Linked DNA regions of Anas platyrhynchos: region 1 is linked to region 2. A link is a contact called in public Hi-C data. All regions are on one chromosome and are shown on one strand. The core of a region is the stretch at or near the end of the contact, and the rest is flanking DNA. Distances in the headings are between cores, read along the strand shown.

Region 1 (6,683 bases), core at 779-3,278, 38 kb after region 2:
GGAAAATATATGGAGAATGAAGTAATGGAAAATCGGAGGAGGAGGAGGAAGCCAGGTGGAGGTATGAGCTCACACAGTTTCAGGTTTGGATGGATTGCTGAGTCATAGCTCATGTCTTTTGACTACTTGACCTGGGATTTCAAGGCGGAGAGTTAGAGGTTAACATTCTGAGCCATGGAAGGGGTGTGAAATATTTCATCTTGTGTCAAAATGGGTGGTTTTCTCCCTTTGGTTTGCTGTTCGCCAGTTGCAAATCATAATGTGTCTCTTTAGCATGAGCGCTGTGGTGTGTGATTAAAGGAGAACCCATGGGCCTGTCAGTAACATCACATGCCAAAGACTTCTCGAGAAGATTTCACCTGCAAGCATGGGCTGAGTCCTTGGGTTCCCTATGCGATTCCTGGGGCATCCTCTCGTTCTGTCCTTCAGTTGCTTCTCCCTAATGGAACGAGCCACTGCTTCCAATTTGCTCTCGATGTGATTTCTCTTCAGGTCACACCCGCAGAGGAGCACAGGATGGGGTTTAATTTCATACAACTTCATGCCTTCATATCCTAATTATGTCTAGACTGTCCCTCACTGTAGTCCCTGTCGGTCTAGTTGACTGAGTTCAGGGTAGGAGCGATCTGACCAGACGCCAACATCTGCTTCACGAGATCCGAGCTCTCCTGACTGCCTGGGTTTTATTGGCACGATTCCTGGCAGCTATCACGGGAGCCGCAGTGCCCATCCTGCTTACCTCCAGCATGCGAACTGGTTTCCCACCAGAAGTGCTGTTGGTTTTAGGCAAAATGGAACAATCCTGTACTCGAACCCTTTGGAAAGACCTACCTGGTGTTTGGAAGGGGCACATTTTACCAAAATCCACTCGATACCTTTACAGCCTGGGGTGCAGGTGGGGTTTCAGTCCCTTCCCTTTGATGAGGTCTCAGCAGACAGCAAATGACTTCTGCAGCAGCAGCTCCCACCTTTAGTAGCTTTCCCGTGCCTACTGATGGGACTTTTTGGGCTTTTTTTGCACTTTTAGGCGTCTTCTCCCAGCGGGAGGGAGCTCCTCGTTCCGTGTCCTGCCCTTTGGTAGCTCTGGTCCGTGAGGTGCCAGGCCTGGACAAAACGCTGCCCATCATCTCCGGCTCTTAAGCAGAGAAGGATGGGAGCGCTGTCGGGGAGGATGTGGTGAGAAGGATGATATTAAAACAATGCAGAAAATGCGGCCGTCCTCAGACAGCTGCGGGCTGAGGAGCATTAGTAATCCCGGGAGCCGGGGGGGCCGGGCACGGGCTGGCGGGGATGCGGTTTGCATTACCAGCACTCCCTACAAACACCGACTTCTTTACAGCGAAAGCTGGTGCTTTACCTGGGAAGCAGGCTCCCTTTTATTAGCTCGTATCCTGCCATTTGCTCGTTGAATTTTCCCCGCTTTGTTTGGAAGCACCCCCGTAATTTCCGTGCTGAGACCTTAACGCTGCTGTTCCAGGAGAGCCTGGGGGACGTGGCCGCGAAGCGGCGCTGAATATTTTAGCGGTTAGTAATTTTTCTCCCCAAATGTGTAGAAATGCTTCAGATGGTTCAACAGCGGAATGGATTTTCCTAGCAGGGGTGGGATACCGGGATTTTAACAACTGTGGAAAATGTGTTTTCTGCGCTGGAATTAGGGGATTTGTTTGTGTGCGCAGGGCGGCCGTGGGGCGCTGCACATCCAGCGCTGGCAAGCTTGTGGCATCGTCTAGGAGAAATGAAACTTTTAGTAAGCATGGGGGGAAGCACTGAAAGAAGGGAAAGGTGGGTAAAAAAGCAAATTTCACGAAGTCACATCACTGCTGTGGTGGTGGTGGGCTGGCCGAAGGCAGGGAGGCAGGACCCCGTCCCAGCCAGCTCAGAAGGCCTTTGCCCGAGCGCTTCAGCGTGTTTTTATAAACTTGAGCACAGAGAGAAACCCAAACATCTGGCACCGGGATATTATGTAATGCTGATTTATGCTGCTTTCATTGTCTGAGATCCTTGGTCAGGGCCGCTAGCCCTGGCGTGCTGTCGGATCGCTGTGCTGAGGAGCGGAGGGGCACGGCCTGCCCGAGGCGCTCCCCTGGGCGCTCAGCGGCCACCTCGGCGCCCATCCGAGCTTCAGCATGCAAGAATGGAATGAATTTGGTGATGTCCTGTGGGTCAAACCTCTGCAGGGGTGTGCAGGACGGGGTGGTTTATCTGGCGTGTGGTTTATCTGTGCTGTGTTGAGTGCCTGACGCGACGTTCAGCCTCTCCCCCTGCTCTCGTGTCTCAGCTACCTCGCCTCCCCTCCTGCTGCTGGTGCTGCACGTCCCGGGGGCTGCGCTGCTCCTCTCTCTACCTGGCTCACCCCCGTCACTGTAAAACATCCTCCTCCTGCTGCCATTACCACTTAATGACTTTCCCCCCAACATCAGGCGGGGCATTAACGTCTCCATTATGAGCCACCAGCAGCGGAGGCCCCGTATATCACACGCGCGGCTCCCCAGCCTTCTCCTCACGCACAACTTTCAGAAGCAGTTAAAGGAAACTAATGGCCCGAGACACAAAACCCGTAACCTGCTGGCAGCGAGGAGGAGCTGGAGGTGCTGGATCTCGGTGTCATTAAGTGCCTCTCCCCCATGCTGAGGGGATGTGGGGCTCGTGCTCCACACGCGAGAGATGGTGGGAGCAAATGGTACCTGCGGGCACCTGCAGCCAGCATCGCTGAGGGGCACTGCCCCTGCACAGCCCTGGAAAAACCCCAAACCTCCTTTTTCAGAAGATCTCGGTGCTCTGAGCCCGGCCCCGCAGAGGCAGCGGGGCAGGGAGAGCGGGGACAGCTGTCCCAAGGGATTTAGAAACCCTCTGCCTCTGCGCTGCAGCAGCCGTGAAGTGAGACATGCCGTCGGGGACGTTTCTTGGAAGGAGCAAAGCAAAGTAGCCGAGCATTTTCAATTAGGAACGGGGTTATTTAAAAAGCTGCTGTCAGATGACAAAGCATTAATGAATCCGTCAGCGCTTTAAGCTCTTCTGAACGTCTCCGGTTCTGCCAGCTTTGGGGGAAAAACAAAGGCTTTAAAAATATTTAAAAAAGCAGGAGTTTGACAGAATCTGACGCCGTGTAGCATCCCTGCCATGTGAAAATTCCTGATTTTTCATGTTAAGCAAGAGGGCTGCGATACCTCAGCCCAGAAGAAGAGCAGCGTGGTGCCCTTCCCGACTTCGGAAGGCGGAGGCATTTTCTGGATAGTGAGCTGGCACCTTCCTCACGCGTTTCAACAGATTTTGGGGTGATGCCAGCGCCTGAGGACGGGATTTCTAAGCCAGAGGCTGCTGCTTTGGCCAACTCATTGCAAGAGCTACTGCAGCGGCCTTCCCGAAGCTGCTCAGGAGGGGGCTTTTGGAAATAGTTTGGCTGCAGAGGGGTGAGGGAAGGCACGCTCAGTGTGCCGCATTGCCCAGATGATGGGCTTGCAACTGCTGCTTCTGCACAGACAGCACTGTTCTGGGAACGCAGCATTAGAAATAATAAAAAGGAGTTTTTCTACCCAACAGGTAGAGCTGCACATGGGCAGTGTCCCGCCCAAATTGTTCTCCTGCTCTTGTGGCTGCTCTTCCCTGGGGATGGGTTTTTAGACATGAGCCACCTGAATTTAACAGCCAGCATACAGGAGGGCGTCTCCAGCTGATTTCCACAAACCAAGTGCCAAACCATCACCTCCCAGGCCATTTATTTGCATTCTACATTCACATTTCTCCACTGACGTGGGCGGCTTGTACACTGTCAGCCCATGAGGTTGCACAGTCTGCTCCAGGACGTGCATCGACTTCAGCCATCAAAGCAAACAGCAAAGCTAACAATAAGCGACTTTTCTGTATATAGTCAGGCTGGGACAAATTATGTGATTTCTCCTTCCGCGTGGCGAAAGCCCTTCAGAAACGAAACGACAGAGATAGCGCAGCCGGTCAGCACGTACAAACATTTATTTCGAAATTTCCATTCTAGCCGTTATGAAGAGTTACATCATCAAAGCACTTCATGGCAGTGAAAATAGCTCTTACCCCTCTGACTCATCCGTTACTCCATTAAAGCTGCAAAATGTGCAATCTGCTTGAAAAATAGGTTGCTTTTTATTCAGTTTCCCGTGAAAAGTCAAAATTCAATAACAAAAACAAAAACAAAAAAAAAAAAAGGAAAGAAACCCAGCTTATAGGGACTCTACATCTGCTCCTCTCCCCCTTCCCCCAAAAATAACTTACAAAGATAGTTTAAAGTTTTAAATGAGTTTAAAACCAAGTGCATCTTTTTTATTTTATTTTATTTTTTTTTCCATAATAATCTTAAAATTCTAAAAACCCATAATTTACTTTCTCGGAAAAAAGGCAGCGAGCCGTTGCTTCTTGATTGGAAGAATGTGTATTTCGGGCGAGTTCATTTTCTTTAGCTTTACGCTCCTGTTCTTTACAGGTTTCCTAAGCGCCTCGGCGTTGTCCCGGGGCTCGGGCTGGCTCTTCACGTCGTAGCACTGCAGCACCGAGTCCTGGGGCATGTCCCTTTTGAAGGAAAAGTTTTTGGTGGACACTCCCGACAGGCCCTTGATCTTGCCGCAGAAGATGGTGGGCACGGCGTCCTTGACGGAGACGATGACTTTGGCTGTCTGCGAGGTGCTGACGATCTCAATGTTGTTGCCGCCGGCCTTGGGCTCGCAGCCCGCTCTCGCCGCCGGCTCCACCAGCCACTTCTGGGGTGGCCTCAGGAGCTCACCTGGCCCGGGCCCCGCCGCCCTCGCCTCCGCCTTGCCCGCGGCCTCCGGCGCTTTGGAGGGGGCGAAGGGGGCAGCCGGTGGGGCCGGGGGGCTGCCCTCGGCTGCGGGGCTGGTGCTGGCCGCCTCCCCTTGTGGCCCCCCTGGCTTGCGGCAGGAGGCGAGGGACAGGTCCAGCGCCCCATCCTCGGGGGACGGTGGTGGTGGCGGCGCGGCCTCGCTGGCACGTGGCGCGGGCGGCCCCTTCATGGAGAGGTCCAGCGCCTCGTTGTCACTGCCCATCTTGATGACAGTGTGGCGGCTCAGCTGGGGGAAGTCCCGCTGGGGGACGAGGTCGAAGGGCTTCGTCTCCTCCTTCTCCAGGGGGGTCTGGGTGCCCTTGCAGGGCTGCGGGGTGAAGAGCGGGGGCTTGGGCGGGTCGGGGGCCACCTTGGACTCGGCGCCGTGGGGCACGGGGATGGGGACGGGGATGGGGATGGGCACGGGCACGGGCAGGGGCACGATGACGGGGTAGGGCACCAGCAGCGTGGCGGGGGGCACCAGCGGGGACAGGGGCGAGCTGAAGGCCTGGGGCGGGAGGGCAGCATAGTCAGGGGGTGGCTGGCAGGGGGCTGAGCCCAGGGCGCCCTGCCCCGAGGGGAAGAGGTCCTGCAGGACAGCGGCAAAGCCCGGGGTCTGAAAGACGGGTGGCAGCACGGGCTCCTGGCCTGGGCCCGCGGGCTTGGGGTCCAGGAGCTGGGGCTGGCCCACAGGGGCCGAGGAGCCCGGGAAGAGGCTGCCGTGCAGGGGGCTGGCGGGGCAGGCGGCGCCGGGGGGCAGCACCAGGGGCGAGTTGAGGTGCTGGAAGACGTGCTGCTCCAGGAGGACGGGCAGCGGGACGGGGCCCTGCGTGGTCATGACATAAGGGGTGGCGTTGCCGGCCGGCATCTGCGGGGCAGCGCTGCCGGCCACCTGCAGGTGGATGGGCAGGACGACGGGGCTGTCCCCCAGGCAGATGGGCTGCAGCACGGTGGCCGCCACCTTCAGCGCCACCCCGCTCTGCGACTCGGCCGGCGGAGTCAGGATGGAGGGCGCGGGGACGGTCACCAGCGGGGACAGGGCCTTCTTCATCAGGTCGGCCGAGTTGATGTTCCAGGCCTCGGCCGTGATCAGCTGGGCCACCCCGTTCTCCAGCTTGTTGTTGGCCATGGCCGCTGGCGGGCTGGTGACGTCCATGGGCAGGTTCGGGGTCTCCTTGTACAGCTCCTCCATCTCGCAGGGCTGCGGGGCTCCGTGGGCGCCGCGCTCACATCGCCGTCAGCGGGGCTGCCGGGGGCACCGGCACTGACATGGCTTGGCCTGTGAGGCAGAAACACGGGTTAGGCACTGCATCAATCTCCCCCTTAACATAATATTTGTGACTGCCTTGAAGGACCCCCTCGCTGAAGGAAGGCCACTCAATGTCTCCACGCTTCGGGGTAAGGGCTCCACAGCGCACCACAGTAATATATACACGGGTGCTGTGTATACAGACGTCCCTGAGTGCCGTGCGAAGAGTTTTGAGGAACTTATATTGAGCCGTAAACACAGATAATTTAAAAGGACTCCAGGGCTGGCTGCAGCCAAGACACCACCCCTCCTGCAGGCAGGCTCCCCCAGGGGCTCAGGCACTGCTGCGTTTCACAGATCTAAACAAAGCCTCACGTAATGACAGCACGCGGCTTTAGCTCAGTGAAAGCACAAAACCCAACATTTCTAAACATACACAGCTCGGAAATGTCCTGCCGTGGGCAGAGGGTCCTCGGTTCCCACGCAGGAGCCGCCCCTTGTTGGTCCTGCAGGGATTTACCAGCACAGGTCGGGCCGTCGGTGCGGCAGCTCCGGCGGGTCACGAAGCAGCCCGGCTGCGCTCCCCCCGACGGGAAGAAGCCCAGAGCAAAACCCAGCCAAACCCCG
Region 2 (6,089 bases), core at 583-3,082:
GCTTAATTGTTTTTCCCCTCAATTACAGCAGAATTTTAAAAACCAGCTGGCTGTATGCAGATAAGACTGGATATTTGATTTGCGAGCAGTTGATGAGGACGAAATATTGTTGAATTTTCTTTACGTATTTTAAAGCTAATAGGATAGTTTCTGGGAAACAGGTTTGTCTGTTTGTAGTAACTCTGGAAACATTTTATTTAATATTCTACCATTGAAGGGCTTTTGATAATCTTGAATTTTCCTGGGATTGTGAAAAATCTTGGACCTAAACTAGTTTTGCCGTTTGTATTGTAGATAGATGCTCCTGTTTAACAATACCAATATATTCTCTGCAGCAGCACTTTACATTAAGCTAACCGCTAAGAAAATAAAGTAAAATAATCTTTTAAAGAAGAGAATATTAGGGCAACTTTGCTTCTGTGAAGGTTGAAGGTTTAAAATATATATTTAGGAGGCTTTTGCTTCACACTCGCAAAATTCTGTCTTGTAGCTGCCTCTTCTGAATGCTTTATCATCCTCATACCTTTATGAATATTTGTACTTAATGGTTATAGAGTCCTCTTAAGTAATGGCCACCTTGTTTTATAATCTGAAGCCACCTACCCTAGAAAGTCAGAAACAGAATAAAGAGAAATACCCTGAATGTAATCCCTCTCCTACTCTGTCACATTTCTGTAATGCAAGGTTTTTCTGCCAAACTCTTTGGGCTCTTTTACCCTTGCCCTCTTCCGATTTGAATGAAAAAGAGGTTTTTAAAGAAGGAAACTGTGTTTTAGTTAAACACTTCAATACCTTTGACCAGAGCGAGCTGTTCTAATGGTGAGCACTTTCATAGCTGCTGCTAGGTAAGGAACAAGCAAACTGGTATCACAGAACTCCCACAAGAGGTGCCAAAGAAGGGAAGAAATCAGTCATTCCTGCTGCTTTCTTCCTGCCTGTTATTTTTCTCAGTCCCTTGTCAACCGGTCATGGAAGACCTAGCTGAGATGAGTTCAGAGTCCCTTTCTCAGCTGTTTGATTCCTCTGTGTCCTTGTCCTCACCTGCCCCTCAGTAATACTGTCCGCAGTTATCGGGTCACAGTAACTGATCTAGTTTAGTCCATAGCAGCAGATTTCAGCGAGGGAGCAATGGTGTGTGGAGCTGTACGGACAGATCCAAGATGTGCAGGTACAAACCTGCAGTGAGAAGGCATGGGAAAGGGAGTTGAGGACAGTCTACATTTGACCAAAATGATATAGTGGGTCCCAAACTGACTGCAGCCCGATGGGTGTGTGTTCCCAATGTGTAAAGTGCACAGCTCAGCTTCTTCAGAAGGGTGACTTTGTCTTGAGAAGTCCCGAATGAGGTGTGTTATTATGGTAAGTTAATTATGTCAGCTATGGAGAAATAAAATGGCTTTATAGGAAAGGGGCCGTGTAAATAAGTGATGTAAATTTTTTAGAAGATATTTTTATGACTGTTTAGTTTGCTGACTCCAGTTGTATCTTTTGGAAAGAAGCGTTATGAAATTGTTTAGTCTACTCCAGTTTCAGTGCTGGAAACCCAGCAGTGTTTTGAGATAACATGTACAACATTCTTCTTGGCCGATTAGTGTTTGGTAGAGATCAAAGGGTTGTATAACAATTAGTTAGTAAATTTGATTAAATATTCCAGTTGTTTGGGTATTAAAATAAACACAATTCCTGAGTGTGTTCAAATCTGGTGCAGGCTGAAATTACCTAGCCATGTCACTTTCTGGATTCTATCCCCTTTTTATGAAAAACAGTGACACTTCAAGCACTGATAAGACCCAAGGCAACGTTCTTGCAGAAGTGTAGTCAAAACTGGAGAACTTCAGAGACGCGATAGAAGTGGGAGCAGGAAGGTGAAGGCCAAGGATTTTGTTGTTTGCAGTTCTAAAAGTGTTTCCAAGGTTAACTGCAGTTTTATTAAAACTTTGTGTGGTCCTTTTTTTTCCCCATTCAGAGCAGGAAGTTTCTTCTTCAAATTTTGCTTCATGTGCTTATTTTTCAGGCGTGCATTTGTCAAGTTTACATAGCTAGATGAAATATTTTTTGCTCTCAGGTTACTTATTTCACTGTTATTTGATTGCTTTTGAGCCATTAAAGTACTGTAATGAGAGTCCTTTATTAAAATGTAAATAATAGCTTCAAGGAGAGTGTAATCAAGTCATTTCAATTCAGAAATTTGATAATGTTGTCAGGATTCTTCATTAAGTCACATTAACATTGACTACTCCTGTTATGGAAGAAAGCATGACAGATAACATATTGTAGGAATTCACTTGAAATATTATGGTATCGTTGTAGCCCAGACTTTTTTCCTGCAGGTTAGTTTAGTATTTCTGTCTTGAATTGCAACAGTAGAGAGTGAAAAAAATTGACGGAGCGTGGCTTAGATTTCAGAGTTGGTATTATGTGAAATATTCCAGGTTTTTTATAACTCCTTTTTTCCTGAAGTCATTTAAATGTGGCAAATCACTAGTGAAGGGCTGAAAACAAAACAAATTTTAGTCGCTAAGCAAAAACAATATCCTGTAATCTAAGTATGAAAATGATAAATGATGCTTTAGTTTTCATCCATACCTAAGACAACAATTTCCTGCCATGAGACTTACGTGTTTGTTGTCTGATTTAGCACTTAGCAAGAGAGAGACTGCAGTAAAGGAGATGATTTGAAAATTAGAGAACATTTTATTGCAGCTGTTTACTCTCTTAGCCATTTAGGATGCCCAGAGAGAATGTAGGCCCTCTGTCATGGGTTGTTTTTAAGAACAGTTTGTACACGGCCTTCTTAGATATTGGTGAATTTATTCAAAACAGGATATGTGGTCTCTTCAGCCTTGCGCTCTGTAACTCGCATTGGTTTTAGAAAGATAAGCTCAAGAACTAAGACATGATCAATAGAAGATAAAATGACGAAGGTAGGTACAAACAGTAGTCCAAAACAACTTTCTAATGTTCAGTCCTTAATCTTCTTGCTGATGCTTTGTCTTTGGTCCCTTCCAGCAGATGTGACTTGGTTGGACCTGGCTGGGTGTCAGGGCATGTGCTTAGTGGGATGAGATGTAGTTGTTTAATGTTTATACGAGCAGAAGCTGTACTTAGCTGATTTTGTAGCTGGATTCCTTAGAAATATCTAGGATAGTAGTAATTTACGTAATGTGTGGTTTGACAGCAGTGCTTGATGTTGGGTTGACCTGCTGGCCCAAGGTTAATATTTTAAGGATGCAGTAGCTTGTTTTCTCCGAGTCTCTTGGGCCCTTAAGTGCTTTTACAGATGACTCGTCACACAGGAACAGCAGCGTGAGCTATGGCTGGTGAAAAAAGTTGGCATGATAATATCTATGCTGGACGAATGTGAAGGACCTGCTCCGGGAGGCTTTTTCCAGCAGTGGCTGAAAGCAGATGTTTGAAGAAAAGCAAAAGCACGCAGGAGAGAGGTTTGCAGATGTGTTCCTAATATCTGGCACTCTATGGCCCAGCACTGCCCAAGCCCCAAATAATTTATGCCGAGTGCCTCCTGGAAGAGTTTGTTTCTGTTCACTTATGTTTTGGAGACATGAACTTTTAGCTCCTAAAGCATCCTGTAGCAGGGAGGTGTGTGGAAGAGGAGATAGCTTTTTCCTTGCTGCTAGTTTCATGTTTTGCCCTCTAGTTCTTGGACTGAAACAGCTTCCCGGGCCTCCAGTTCTCGTACAGGAGGAGTCAGGAAATGGCCATTCCCGAACAGCTTTCTTCATATCCACCATGGTTTATCATCTTCCCGCAACTGTCTCTATTACAAACTTGTAAAATCCTGTTCTGTTTTACCTTGTTATGTGATCAGTTTAATTCCACTGATCACCTTTGCTATTCTGTACAGCTTCCAGTTGAGCTGTCATTTTTGAGCCACTGGAACCAGAAGTGCACGAGGTATCTAAGACTTGGTGGCATTGTTCTGGTTTTTCTTTTGTTTTCTATTCCTCTTATTCCTAGATTTGTATTTGGGATCTTGAACTGCTGCTGAGCAATGTATTAATACTGTCTTGGAAATATTTATTTTCATTCCAAGATGACCCTTTTGTGATGCTTCATTAGTCACAGAAACTGGATCATTCTGAATTGCTTGACACTGAATTTCATCTTCTATTTCCTCATCTGCTGAGCAACTGCTTAGTTTGCAATATCTTTCTTTACCAACTATATAATTGTTTAACATCTGTTGCCATTTCATGCTTTGTTCTTGTTCTAGATCATATACGGTTCAAATGGCACAAGCCCAAGCAGAGATCTCATCAGGATTTCTCTAGAGTCCTCTTGATTGTGGAAATGTCCATTTATTCCTGGACACTGCTTGGTATTTTCTAACAATTTCTTCAGAAGTATCATAAGAACCTTCTCTCATATCCTCCACTGTTACTTAAGGGTTCTTAAGGCTTTTTTTGTTATTGCTGTTTTTTTTTTTTGTTTGTCTGTGGTGTGTGATCTTGTCAAATGCAAGTTCACAGACTGCATTTGCTGACTTTCAGTCATCTGCTTATGTGTTGACTCCTTAAAAAGAAGTTACGATGGGTTTGTGAGACGTGACTTTTTCTCTATAAAAGCTGTTCGGTTCTCCCCCAGCTCATTGTATTTATCTTTGTGTTCACCACCTCTGTTCTATGGCTAAAACAATATTTTTTTAGCAACTTGCCCAGTACACACATCAGGTGTCCTGTCCATGCCTTCCTGGCTGGAGTGTTAGCATCATTTTAACATTTTAGGTGCCTTAACTCTTTGGATTTGAAGCAATTTTAGAGACAAACTTGCACAGTACCGTCAGTAGCTTGGACATTTCATCGTTTTTCCTTCCTAATCTAAGGGCTGTCTGTCCTGCCAACTCACTATTGTTTGTTTTGTCTCTGATTTCTGACCTCTGCTACTGGTACTTCATGTCATGAACTTGCTTGAAATCCCTGTGAAGAGGGGTTCTGATATGGGAACTAGCGTGAGCTTCCTTGGAGGGAACGTGAATGCAAGAAGAACATTGAGTCTTGTTGCTTTAACATTACTGCCTGTGATTGCTTGTTCTGAAATTTGATCATCTCTTGGGTCCATATAACTTCTGCCTTTGATATGTTTTAAAAAGGCTTTTTAAACTTTGGTATCTTTTGGATATTCTTCTATCAACTCTTTTTCTGGGCCAAACTTCTCATGCTTTTCTATTTAACTGCTGTACATGTTGATTTTTATTTTACTCAGTTGGCTAACAGAGAGCTGTTACTATGCCTAAGAATATTTTTGTATTGCACTGTAGCTGCTTGTATCTGAGGCTTATGATTAAAATAGAAGGCAGGATGACTGGAGATTGTTGGAGCAATTTTGGTTTGCTGTTTCTGTGAAAATTCGTTTTACTGTTAAGTCATTCCATGTAAATGGCAATTGTTTAGGTAACCCATCTTCTTATTTGTAATGTAAGCAAAACCTCTTCCTCAAAGAAGAATGAAGAAAAGAACAAGTGGGGACAAGCCATGTAGGAAATAAGTAGTTACATCTGCAAAGATTGATTTCATTGCAGTTATATCTATCATTTAGGTGTGAGCTGCATCTGGAGAGGGACCAGCTTTTGTAGATCCCTGTTATCTGCTCCACCACAGTCTTCTGAAGTTCGATCTCTGGCAGATCGAGGTGATGCAGCAAATCGTGAAGCAGGAACTGCTCTCTGCGCTCTGCAGGAAAGAGTCCTGGTCAACAAGGGAAGATGATGTAGTAATCTAAATAAAAGCAGTGAAGCACTCTAGCTTTTATCGTTAGCCCCCTTCCTTCCCTCCTCTCTTTCCCCCTCCACGCCGTGTGTCAGCTCATTGCTTTTCTCCCAGTTCCGTGCATTTATTGCCAGAGTGATCATCTTTCACTGTGCTAGTCAGCCTGTGATGATGTGGTCTCCTCCTAAAAGCTGTCTGCAGTGATAAGAGTAAGACAGGCCCAAGTAGAGATTAAAACATATCTTGTCTGTTTTATGATTTCTAAGTTAGTTTTACTTAATCTTCAGACATGATCTCAGTATTTTGTACAGATCTTTAAGCTAGTAGTTACCAAAAGTGCACTTAATGCACTTCTCTGGTGTT

The links. A called contact is a pair of places that touch in the nucleus more often than the background predicts.
Region 1: a contact with region 2 is called in a Hi-C map of F5 follicle, with 3 times the contacts expected there. The contact joins two enhancer-like sites. A contact is called at or near these places in 3 of 8 Hi-C or Micro-C datasets (F1 follicle, F5 follicle and small yellow follicle).

What each region holds. Positions count from the first base shown.
Region 1 is chr1:127,404,818-127,411,500 of IASCAAS_PekinDuck_T2T, forward strand. It overlaps RAI2 (retinoic acid induced 2), which reads right to left. Exons shown (of 2, transcript XM_072029011.1): 2 at 3,947-6,086. The coding sequence starts at 5,999. The coding sequence ends at 4,350. Among named protein-coding and RNA genes, the nearest start is that of RAI2, 33 kb to the right of the region's middle. Within about 2 kb of position 2,029, at least 5 of the 8 cell types and tissues checked have an H3K27ac peak or open chromatin away from gene starts, as enhancers often do. A contact at or near this core is called in F1 follicle, F5 follicle and small yellow follicle, where this site is marked.
Region 2 is chr1:127,366,754-127,372,842 of IASCAAS_PekinDuck_T2T, forward strand. The region is part of intron 7 of SCML2 (Scm polycomb group protein like 2); the gene reads left to right. Among named protein-coding and RNA genes, the nearest start is that of SCML2, 35 kb to the left of the region's middle. Within about 2 kb of position 1,833, at least 4 of the 8 cell types and tissues checked have an H3K27ac peak or open chromatin away from gene starts, as enhancers often do. A contact at or near this core is called in F1 follicle, F5 follicle and small yellow follicle, where this site is marked.